Regions from separate parts of the Sus scrofa genome. Here all the other regions are linked to region 1. Evidence: chromatin contacts called from public HiChIP or PLAC-seq data. All regions are on one chromosome and are shown on one strand. Each heading gives the region's core, a stretch centred on a gene start, on an enhancer-like site or on the middle of the called end of the contact. The rest is flanking DNA. Distances are from core to core; before and after follow the strand shown. Region 1 holds the start of TTLL1 (probable tubulin polyglutamylase TTLL1). Region 2 has its middle 28 kb from the start of A4GALT. Region 3 holds the start of POLDIP3 (polymerase delta-interacting protein 3). Region 4 holds the start of A4GALT (lactosylceramide 4-alpha-galactosyltransferase).

Region 1 (2,700 bases), core at 174-2,673:
CGAAAACAGCAACCTCTCTGCCCCATCTCTACTACCCCAAATATTGATCACAATCAGTTTCAACAAAATCTATTTTAAAAAAAGATCCTACGGAGTTCCCGTCGTGGCTCAGTGGTTAACGAATCCGACTAGGAACCATGAGGTTGTGGGTTCGATCCCTGGTCTTGCTCAGTGGGTTAAGGATCCGGCGTTACCGTGAGCTGTGGTGTAGGCTGCAGACGCGGCTCGGATCCTGCGTTGCTCTGGCTCTGGTGTAAGCTGGTGGCTACAGCTCCGATTTGACCCCTAGCCTGGGAACCTCCATATGCCGCAGGAGCGGCCCAAGAAATCATAAAAAGACAAAAATAAAAATTTAAAAAAAAAATTAAAATTAGGAAAGATCCTAGGACATCTGCCTTCTTTTCCAGCTAGTCTTTTTTGAAAGGGAAAAGGAGCCATCTTTAAATAACAGTATAAACGACGACTTTACATCACCCAGAGCATTTGGTCACAACTGTACTGCTTCTGCCCATCTCCTCACCCCCTCAGGGTGACAGTGCCATGCTCCACCTTAACTAATAACCAGTGCCTGTAATTCCCTGAGCACAGGACAGGGCCAATCTTTTTGTACTGCCACAACCCAGCACCCAAACATGCTCATTAAATGTTTCCTGAACAAAGGACCGCTTTGCAAACCACAAAGGGTTTACAACAACAAGATACTTTTATTTCAAGAATGAATTCCTGCCAAAAAAAAAAAAAAAAAAAAAAAAAAAAAAAAAAAAAAAAAGAATGAATTCCTTGTACTGCCCCAATCACTCTAGGGTGACTACCGCGACCGTCACCCCCCGCTAATGATGGGGAAACAGGGAGGAGAAATGCCTAGGTCCAGTTCTCCAGAGAGAGATAAGCAGGGCAGAGAACACTTGTCGCCTGTCTCCTGCCCAGAACTCAACCCACAGGTACACCGCGCTCTGCAAGATGCCAACAGAAACAATACAGATTGCAAATGAATGAAAAAAACCAGCAACGATTAAATTCTGAGATAACGAATAAGAAGAAGAATGCAATTACAAGGATCAGGAGGAACAAGTCACAGGAACTCGGAGGAGGAAGAGAGGCACAGTAGTCAGCGCAGGCTGCTGGAGGGACGCGGGTCCAGCATCCAAACCCAACCGCAGCGGCCCCGTAGACCAGCGGCCACAATCGCTCGCGCATGCGCACTCGCCCCCCGCCACACCCTGGGTCCCGGGAGCCGATGGCCTCGGCGGCTGTGTCTTACCTGTGGGCGTCCAGCCCGGAGGGGCGCCCAGGAGCGCGGAGCACGGCGGCCCCGCGCCGCACCCCGGCCCCGCCTCCAGCTCCACTCCGGCTCCTGCGGGAGGACTCGGCCCGCTATCAAGCGAACCCACCCTCCGCGCTCTACTTCCGGGGCGGCGCCCCGGCAACCAAAGACGCGGCCTTACCGGCGCCAAGACTGCTTCCGGGGTCAGATTTTCCCCACTCGTTTCTAAGCCCCTGGCCTGGCGTCCCGCTAGGCGCCGGGGGCTGGGATCGTGCGAGGAGTCTGCGGTCCACCCCGGCGTCTCCACAAACGTCAGAGCCCAGAAATGAAGTCGAGAGGGGTCGGGGCGCAGTCTCGACCCTGATAGTGCAAGGTAGAGGGGTGTGATGGCTGGGCCCTGGGTCCAGTCCGCTCATCTCTTCTGCTCAGCTTCAACATCTGTTAAACTGGGATGGTTGGCAGCACCTGCCTCGAAGGAATTTTTGTAAGGATAACCTAACAGGTTGCGCTCAGCAAGTAGTAATCAATAAATGGCCTACTCAAAGGTCACCTCATTTGTGAAGTGTGAGTGCGGGACAGGTGCAGTTCCTCAAAGTAGGATTTTTTAACTCTTTCTGTTAGGAAGAGGCAGCCTGGCCCATGAGAATTTTAAAACTGAAGCCAGACCTGGTTTGAATCCTCACCCCAAAATCCACTAGCTGGTCATGTCATTCTCTGAGCCTCAGTTTCTTGTCTATAAATGGAGATAACAGCACCTATGCTGAAGGGTTGTTGGGAAGATTATGAAAGTATTTTTTGAAAGGCACTTTGGTAGAGGATATATTAGTTGCTAAATTCCTGTTGAATTAATACACAACAGAAGGGCATGTACCCCAGACATCTGTCAGTCATGAAGGTGCACTGGGAGGCAGTGTGAAAGGAGAGAAACAGAATTTACCTCCCTGCTCAGTTACAGTCTAGCTGTTGAGCATAGGAAAATCGCAGCCTCTTGTTTTAAAATTTTTATTTATTTTTTTATTTTGGCTGCAGCACGCAGCAACTTCATGTGGGATTTCAGTCCCCACACCAGAGATTGAACCCAGGCCACAGCAGTGTAAGTGCCAACCAACTCCTAACCACTAGACCACCAGGGAACTCCTCCAGCCTTTTTTTTTTTTTTTGTCTTTTTAGGGCCACACCCTGCAGCATATGGACCTTCCCAGGCTAGGGGGTTAAATCAGAGCTGCAGCTGCTGGCCTACGTGACAGCCACAGCAGTGCCAAATCCAAGCCACATCTGTGACTACACCACAGTTCACAGCAACGCCGGATCCTTAACCCACTGATTGAGGCCAGGGATAAACCTGCATCCTCATGGATACTAGACCAATTAGTTTCTGCTGAGTCACACGGGAACTCCCTGTCAGGGTTGTTTTGGGGTTTTTTCCCAGCCTCTCA
Region 2 (2,700 bases), core at 187-2,686, 320 kb before region 1:
GTGCCCAGTACAGTACTGGCCGCTCCCACAAGCGGTCCCACTCCAAACAAATAAGGCAAGAACAATTATTCTGCCCATTTTACAGATGAGGAAACTGAGTCACAAGCAGGTAGGTAACCCGCCACAAGCCATGCAGGAAGAGGGCCCAGAATCAAACCCGAGCCGTCTGGGTCCAGAGCCCACCGTCTGAACCAGCAGCAAAATCCAAAAGCCATTACGTTTTTTCTTGAGATGTCATTTTGGCATTAACAACACAGTGGAACTGTGCCCAAAACACTGGCAAGTTCCAAATAAAACAAAATGCGACATTCTTCATACTTCAGTACAAGGCATTCTGGAAGTGTGTGCCATAGAATGACTTGCATTTTCCCACAAGAGCCCGAGGGGTCAGACATGGCAGTTCCTCCCCATTACCCATCTCTCTGTCTTATGTAGCAATAGATGTTTTAGCTGGGCACCTGTCTTCCCACCTACCTGTGCTTCGTCCCTAGTTCCCCTTGCAATTAAGGGGAGTAAGGTCTAGTCAGTGGGTTAAGAGCAGAAGCGATGGGAGTGATCTCTGGGTTGGGTCTGCTGGCTGACTAGGGGTGCAATGGCAGGAGCTGGAGCAACCGCTTTGGACCATGAGACAGAAGTTGAGTGTGGAGGGACCAATAGGGTAGCAGAAGCCTGGGGTGTTTGAATGATGTGGGGAAGTAGCCAAATCCTTAAGCCCTGACTGTCCACCTCTGGCCTCTTACCTAAGAGAGAAATAAAATTCTACCTTCTTTAAGCCTTTGTTAATTTCAGTGTTTGTTTCTTCATCTCAAATTGTATGGTAATTTACAGAGGATCCAACAGGAAGGGAAAGGACTTGTCCAGAGATGTAATAGCTGGGCCAGCAGGTCTGTGGTTCTTCCCTGTCCTGAAATTCTGTGGTTTTGTGATAGGAGAGGGTTGGGCGGAGCTGAGGGCTTCCAGCTGTTTCGAGGCTCGAGACTGGAGGCTGCTCTCTTCCTTTTCTTTGCGTGAACTATTTTCCCTTAACCTCAGTTCTGACCTTCTGTAATGGAACTGGGGGTTGGACTGCATTTAAAACCCAGATGGAAAGTAAGAAGCTGTTTGCAGCTGAATTTTCCTTTTAGTCTCTCTGGGAAGTTGGGACAGTTTATGAATATTTTGCAACGGCCAGAAATCCATTTTGTGAAATGCTGCTTTTGTGTTTTGTTTTGGTTTGGTTTTTTTCTCTCTGCCAAAACATCACAAAGTCATCAGGGGTTTTATAAACTCTGATTAAAAAAAAAAAAAAACCTAACACTTGATTTCCCAGCATGGCTAGGATATGGCATTTCCTGGTGAAGAAATATTCCATTTATTTAGCTTCTCTGAGGTTGTCGAGCATGTAGGGACTTTCCTGGGACAGGGGACAGAGTGAAAAGGCCATGACTAGGGGTGACAAAAGCAGAAGCGAGAGGGGATGTGGGGTGGCCCGGGGTTGGGGCTGGGAGCCCCAGCCACCGCAAAGCTCGAGCAGAGGCGGAAATGGAGGAGAGGGTGATGGAGCAGCATTGGCGGGGCTCAGAGTTCTGAAGGCAAGGAAGTCAGGTGGCTGGTTTCAGGGGCACAGTCCCCACGCTGGCCTCTCTGTGATAGGCTGCTTCTGTCCAGGGGGACTCGTTTGGCATGGCTGGTCAGACTGGCGAAATATGGGAGAAGCAGAAGTTGATTAAAGACCAGTGTCAAAATGACATTGATGCAACAGAACAAAGGGTGGGGGAAAAATGTAATTGTAACATATACATGTAAGGATAACTTGATCCCCTTGCTGTACAGTGGGGAAAAAAAAAAAAATGACATTGACCACAAATGTTCTGTCCTGACCTAGCCATCTTGCAAAATGGGTCACATACACCCTTCCTCAAAGGGTGAGTGTGAAGCTTAAATGCGTTAAGCGTGTATAAAGCGCTTATGAGCCTGCTTGGCTGAGAGTAACGGCTGGAAAGGGTTCCTTGTCCCTGCCGCTGCCTCGTCATCATCATCATCATTTTCTCCCCCTCCCCCACTCAGGTGAACAGTTATTTTTTTATTTTTTAAATTTTTTTATCTTTTTTGCTATTTCTTTGGGCCGCTCCCGCGGCATATGGAGGTTCCCAGGCTAGGGGTCCAATCGGAGCTGTAGCCGCCGGCCTACACCAGAGCCACAGCAACGCAGGATCCGAGCCACGTCTGCGACCTATACCACAGCTCACGGCAACGCCGGATCGTTAACCCACTGAGCAAGGGCAGGGACTGAACCCGCAACCTCATGGTTCCTAGTCGGATTCGTTAACCACTGCGCCATGACAGGAACTCCATGGTGGACAGTTATTGACTGGAGTCACTTGTGGGCTTTCATGACCAAGAAAGTTTTTGTCATAAGAAAGTTCCACGTTGCAATTAAAACAGTGGGTTGCTAAAGGCAAATGAGGAGGTGATTCCGTTTCCCTGAGATTTGAGGAACTTCGTGTTTGGGATTTTTGTCTTTGTTATTTTTTTATTTTTTTTGTCTTTTTGCTATTTCTTTGGGCCGCTTCCGCGGCATGTGAAGGTTCCCAGGCTAGGGGTCTAATCGGAACTGTAGCCACCGGCCTACGCCAGAGCCACAGCAACGCAGAATCCAAGCCGCGTCTGCAACCTACACCACAGCTCACAGCAACGCCGGATCGTTAACCCACTGAGCAA
Region 3 (2,700 bases), core at 16-2,515, 380 kb before region 1:
GTAAGGCAGAGACTCTATTTTCTGGTCACAGGCACTTTTCATAAACATCTACTGAGTGAATGACTGTCTGAGAAAACAGTATGGAACAGCCTGGCCGTTTACAAGGACATCCGAGCTAATTTTCCGTGTGCTGGAAAACTCTGGGCCAAAGCTCCCACTTTTCCATACGGGTGAACTGGAGTTCTTACAGGCTGGAAACGACGAACCGTACTCGAGGGTCTAGAGGAGGGCGGTCTCAGAGCTGCACGTCGTCTCCGGGGCTCGCCACCCAGATACAGAACCGCCTTTTCTGAGCACCATCAGCAAACAGCTACCCTCCAGCCCCATCTCCCTTGATTTTCTGCCCAAGCCTGAGGCCACCTCGGCCAGCTCAGAACGCGCCTTCAGTCCCGGTCTCAGCCCTCCGGGACTTCGGGGCAGTCACTCCACCTCTCCCAGCCTCCAGCGCCCTGTCTGCAGAACGGGGAAAGCACGAAAGGCTGGCCGACAGGACGGCCAGAGGAGCTAATGAGACCGTGTGGGCCCGAGAGCGCTCAGACTCGGAAATACCGCTCCCGGGAGGGGGGGGGCGGTGTAAACAGACGCGAAGCCGGCGCAGGACTTGGAAACCTGGACCAGCTCTGGGGCTGGGGCTCGGCTTCGGCAGTAGAGACCGGCAGAGCCCGAGCAAGCCACTGCCCCGCCAAACTTCGGTCGTCCTAACTTCAAGGCCGCGCTGGGATCGCGGAGCAGCGCCGGTCTCCTCAGAGGAGGGGCTGCGCCGGGGCGACCCCGGGAATCCCGGGCCGCGGGGGACGGCCCGTCCCTCCGCCCCCCGCGCCGCTCCCACCAGCCCCGCAGCGCGGCCCCTCGGCGGCTGCGGCCCCTCCGGCCTCCCTTGGCCCGCGGGAGCGACGGCACCTCCAGCCAGTGGGCGGCCTGGCGGCCGGGCCCGCGGCGGCGGCGGCGGCGGCGCGGCCAATGAGGAGCGGGGCTGCGGCAGGGGGCGGGCGCAGACGGCCCTCCGCGTCGCGCCCGGGCCGCTCCCTCTTCAGCGCGAACCCCGCGAGGACTCAGGCCCTGAAACCCGAAAGGAGAAAAGGCTACTCACCGCCCCTTCGCAGCAGCCCCGCGCTTCCGGATGAGCTCGTCCAGGGAGATGTCCGCCATCTTGCACCGCCGAGCAGGCCGCGAGCACCTCAGGGTCCCTCGGCCCCCGAGCCCGCCCCTTCGGCCGCTGTGGAGCAACTAGCGGCTTCCGGCGTTCGGCTGACGAACTCTCGCGACAGATTAGGCCGAGCAGGGGCCGGAAGAGGCGGGCCTCTCCCCGTGAGCCTTTGCGAGGCCAGCTTCTGATTTGCATACGGGGGGTCGTATCCCTGTCGTTTCCTACCCTCTCCGAGGACCAAATAAAATACAAGGAGATATGAAAAACTAAATGAGTAAGACAAACGTCAGCGGGATGAAGTTCTCGGTTTAACGGTCAACTTTTATATTCACCGTATGGCTAATGAGAATGGGATTCCTTACCTAGGAAGTATGGACGTTTACATTTTTATGCCTTAAACTTATGAGTAAGGAAAATAACGATTCGGGGTGACGCCCGAGTCCTCACTGCTAATGTGAGACGAATTTTTGAGCGGGTAAAGGTCGCCCCTAAGGTGACCCGCCTACTTTGCGGGATGCCTGGGAGTTGCGATCTGCCCGTCCCCCTTTACACTTGAAAAGCAGACCAACTTTGACGAACATGGAGGATTAAGTAGTTGTGTGTTATTAGATTTCCTGAACTCGGAACTGATTCGTTTTTTGCTTTGTTGGGGTTGAAAAAAAAAAATGGCAAGTAGGGCGGAAACTGTAGACACTTTTAGGCTCTGCGGTCTTCAGAAGCAAATCGCGTCACCTTTCTGTGCCTCGTTTTTCCTGATCTGGAAAGTCGGGCAAGTAACAGGCGGTTGCGAGGATTAAATGAGGTGCTCGCCACGTGGAATTGCCTTTTCCTTGATGCAATCGCAGCCTCCACTTCTGACCCCGGCATGAGGTAGGTGTTCAGTATGTCTTTGTGGAGTCAATAAAAAAATACGTGCAACCCCTTTAGAACGGTGCCAAGCATGGACTTCGTGCCCAGTGAGTTACTACTGCTGTTATTTACTAAGTCCAACGTGCTCTTGACAGACTATCCCACCATGATGAAAAATCTGGCATCAGAAAGGCCGTGGAGAAATGAGCTGGTAAGGGCGGAGGGTCTGGGATTGGGCCCCCGCCTGAGGAGGGGAATCCAGGTCCCCCTGCGCAGCCGTGACCGGGCGCGGGCTGGTCCTCCTTGTCTCAGCAGTAAAGTAGGACCCTTGAGTGCTCCCTCCTAGAGGTGCAGAGGCCAAGACCCAGTGCCTGGCGGGAGGAACCAGGAGGGACCAGGGCGCTGCAGAAGTTAAGGCCTATCACGCCTTCACACGAAATAAATGAAGTATAGAGAAGTCAGTTAAAATTTTTTCTTAAACTACTGCAATCGTAGGGTGGTTAGCTGCTATCATTTAATTCTCTGATTGTCAGTGGGGCGGCCCTTTGCCAGGGGCATTTCGGAGCTTTGTGGGGTGTGTTTGGTTGTCTGGACAACATATCCAGCCACGTGAAGGCGGGGACTGGGGCGGGACAGCCCTCTGGTCCTCCCAACGCTGCCAATACGCCAGGAAGGCAGGGCCCCTCACAGTCCTCTGAGCCAGG
Region 4 (2,700 bases), core at 104-2,603, 290 kb before region 1:
CGGAGACTCCCCTAGGGGCTCTGGCTGTGGGAATGTGGGGGGCAGGCGTGAGCATGGAGGGGATAGTCCGGCCAGCCTGGGCCCTGCCTTGTCACCCTGGGCCGGGTGGCTCCCCCTTCTCTGGGAGGAGGTAACAGTGGGGGAGTCCTTGGGCAGCCCGGGGAGGGGGTGCCAGAGTGAGTGCACATCCCATGCTCCTGGGTGTTTGATAAAGGAGGGCCTAGCGGCCTTCCAGAGACCCCCGGGGCCTTCACAGAGCAATCACTCCATATCTGGGGGAGACAGAAAGGGTGTCCTCCTGAGAGGGGGGTGGGCAGGGGAAGTGGCTTTGAACCCTCTCAGAGGTAAAGGGTGGGCAGCGTCCGGCAAGGAGGTGGGACCTTCCACTCGCAGGTGTCAGATGAGGAAACTGAGGCCAGGGTCTCCCCTAGGACGAAAGGGAGTGGACCCTCAGACTGGACCTCCCAGCCAGAACTTCTCCCAAGCACACTGCAGCCCCCAGTCGGACCCAACCTTCCCAACCTGGAGAAGAGGGAGGGAGAAAAGCAGTCCGGAAAGAGGGGGGCTGCGGACCGGACCTCCGAGAGGGAGCGCTCAGGCCCGACCTTCCCACTCCCGAGCTCTGACCCAGGCCATCCCTCCACGTGGAGGGCCCTTCCTTCCTCTCGGCCGTCCACAGCCTCAGCATCCCTAAGGGCCCAGAGGGACGCCTCCCGGCCGGCAGCCTCGATCCCGCCGGCCGCTCCCTACTCCTCTCCCCAGCCGCACCCGCACCAGGGCCCGGGGCGAGCACAGCCGGCAGCGAGGCCTCCCGAGGCGATTCCGCGCCCCCCAGACAGAGCGACGCGGACCCGGCTTCCCACCCGCAAGGGCCCCTCTCTCCCACCACGGCGCCCGGCCCTGCAGGGGCTGCCCCGAGGGCTCCCGGGCGGGGCGCGCCCTCCCCGCGCCGGCCGGGCTCCGGGTCCAGCCGCCGCGCTCAACTTCGGGCGCAGTCGGGGTGGAGGCGGCGGCCGGGGGACCAGCGCGCCCAGTCGGTGCGCACACCAGCGTCCCTCCAAAACAGGTGGCCCGGGCAGGCGGGGGCCCAGCCCTCCCGCCCCTCCGCAGCCTCTGCTCCTTCCCCTTCCCCTTCCTTCTCGCAGCGCTCCTCCCCTCCGGGGCCCGGGGCGCCCCCAGGTCCGTGTTCCAGAGCCCGTCCAGCTGGACCCTGCGCGCGGCCCCTCGTACCTCTGCTTCCCGCGGCTCCGGGAGGCGGACCACGCGGGCCCTCTGACGGGCCGGGCGGCGAGGCGGCTGGAAGGGCAGCGCCGGGAGTCCAGCGGGCGGGAGCCCCGCCCCCTGGCCCGGGGCGTGGTCAGCGCCGCCCCGCCCCTGAGGGGGGTCCCCGCTCCCCAAGCCCGCGCGTCCGCCAGGCTCCCGGCTGCACCATCACCTGCCTGCGGGCCGACAGGTAGGGTGCGCTTTCCGTGCACCCCTGCCGTTTACTCTGTGGGGTTTTTATCCCATTTCCCCCATTTAACAGATGAGAAAAACGAGGCTCAGCGCGGTTGAGTAACTTCAGCGTCATGCAACGGAGAGGGGGCAGTATGAACTCTGGCCTGACTGGTGCCACTGTCCCTCCTGCGCTCCTCACCGTGTGACCCGTGCTGAACGTCTCGGCAGCATCACCCCGTGTTCAACCGCACAGCCCTCGCTGCTCTGTCCTTTCCTCCCTCGCTCTCTGCCTGGTCCATTGCAAACTGGCTGTGCTGAGCTCACTTCCTCCTCTCACATCCTCTTTCGCGGCTGATGGGCTGATGACCAGTGCTCGGGCCCCTGAGAAAAAGCCCACACTCCATCGCAGCCCCGACAACAGCCTGCCACTTAGAACGTCCCAGATTATTAGCCTTTGAATGAATGAACCAGCATAAAAATTCCACCAGCTCCCCCCCCCATCCGACCACCTCCTGGGATGGCGCCCAACTTCCCTGTTGCTCTGGGGACCAGGCTGATCTGCCCCTCCTGGCCCGAAAACCCCCTCCCCTTGTCCACAAGATCTTACCCTTTAAGCCAAGACACTGATCTGGTGGTTCTGCCCTCTCTCCCCTCTCCCCAATCAATCCCATCAATTCACATGCTCTTACTTCTCCTATTATCTTAAAACTAAAAGCAGAGAGAGAGAGAGAGAGAGGAAATCAAAAAACCTCTTAGGACCCCTTTGCCCCCTCCAGCTACTGTTGCCTCATTTCCTCCCATTCCCTTCACGGCAAAAGTCCACCAAGTGTCATTTCTCCAAGCTGTCACAGTCTCTCGCCTCCCATTTTCCTTGAAAACCCATCTAATCAGGTTCTTGCCCTTGTCTCCACTCTTCCCCCTAATCTGTCATTTTGCCCTCCCCCCCTCAGTGGCTCCCCATTGAACTCAGAAGAAAAGCCCACCCCCGCTGTTGCAGGGAGGGGGTGATGCGGTTGGAAGAGCCCACAGGCCAGCCCTGCTCTGCCTCAGTTTACTTATCTGCAAAGTTCTGCCTGGGGAGCCTGGCCACCCTGGGACACCGTTTGAAGTCTGGGAGAGAGAAAAGCATCCTTTTTCTTTGGCGTGGGCTCTGGGCATGTTCTCTTCTGCACCAGGAGTAGGGAGTGTGTAGACCAGAGCTTTAAGGTGCCTCGCCACCCGGTGAAGGAAGGGCGCCTCCCAGAACAGAGGCAGGCAGGCCAA

The links. HiChIP or PLAC-seq counts read pairs in DNA pulled down with a chosen protein or histone mark.
Region 2: an H3K27ac HiChIP or PLAC-seq map of alveolar macrophages shows a contact between it and region 1. The contact joins the enhancer-like site here to the promoter of TTLL1 in region 1. A contact is called at or near these places in 9 of 47 Hi-C or Micro-C datasets (alveolar macrophages, embryonic fibroblasts, fetal skeletal muscle and 6 more) and 1 of 2 datasets of contacts at active chromatin or transcription factors (alveolar macrophages).
Region 3: an H3K27ac HiChIP or PLAC-seq map of alveolar macrophages shows a contact between it and region 1. The contact joins the promoter of POLDIP3 here to the promoter of TTLL1 in region 1. A contact is called at or near these places in 1 of 5 promoter capture datasets (fetal liver) and 1 of 2 datasets of contacts at active chromatin or transcription factors (alveolar macrophages).
Region 4: a contact with region 1 is called in an H3K27ac HiChIP or PLAC-seq map of alveolar macrophages. The contact joins the promoter of A4GALT here to the promoter of TTLL1 in region 1. A contact is called at or near these places in 1 of 47 Hi-C or Micro-C datasets (epiblast stem cells) and 1 of 2 datasets of contacts at active chromatin or transcription factors (alveolar macrophages).

What each region holds. Positions count from the first base shown.
Region 1 is chr5:5,792,483-5,795,182 of Sscrofa11.1, reverse strand. TTLL1 (probable tubulin polyglutamylase TTLL1) reads right to left here and starts at 1,423. Exons shown (of 13, transcript XM_003481524.3): 1 at 1,262-1,423.
Region 2 is chr5:6,110,692-6,113,391 of Sscrofa11.1, reverse strand. No RefSeq gene overlaps it. Among named protein-coding and RNA genes, the nearest start is that of A4GALT, 28 kb to the right of the region's middle. Within about 2 kb of position 1,436, at least 29 of the 83 cell types and tissues checked have an H3K27ac peak or open chromatin away from gene starts, as enhancers often do. A contact at or near this core is called in alveolar macrophages, mesenteric adipose tissue, retroperitoneal adipose tissue and 1 more, where this site is marked.
Region 3 is chr5:6,173,008-6,175,707 of Sscrofa11.1, reverse strand. POLDIP3 (polymerase delta-interacting protein 3) reads right to left here and starts at 1,265. Exons shown (of 9, transcript XM_021091426.1): 1 at 1,091-1,265. The coding sequence starts at 1,149.
Region 4 is chr5:6,082,446-6,085,145 of Sscrofa11.1, reverse strand. It overlaps A4GALT (lactosylceramide 4-alpha-galactosyltransferase), which reads right to left and starts at 1,353. Exons shown (of 3, transcript XM_005663760.3): 1 at 1,231-1,353.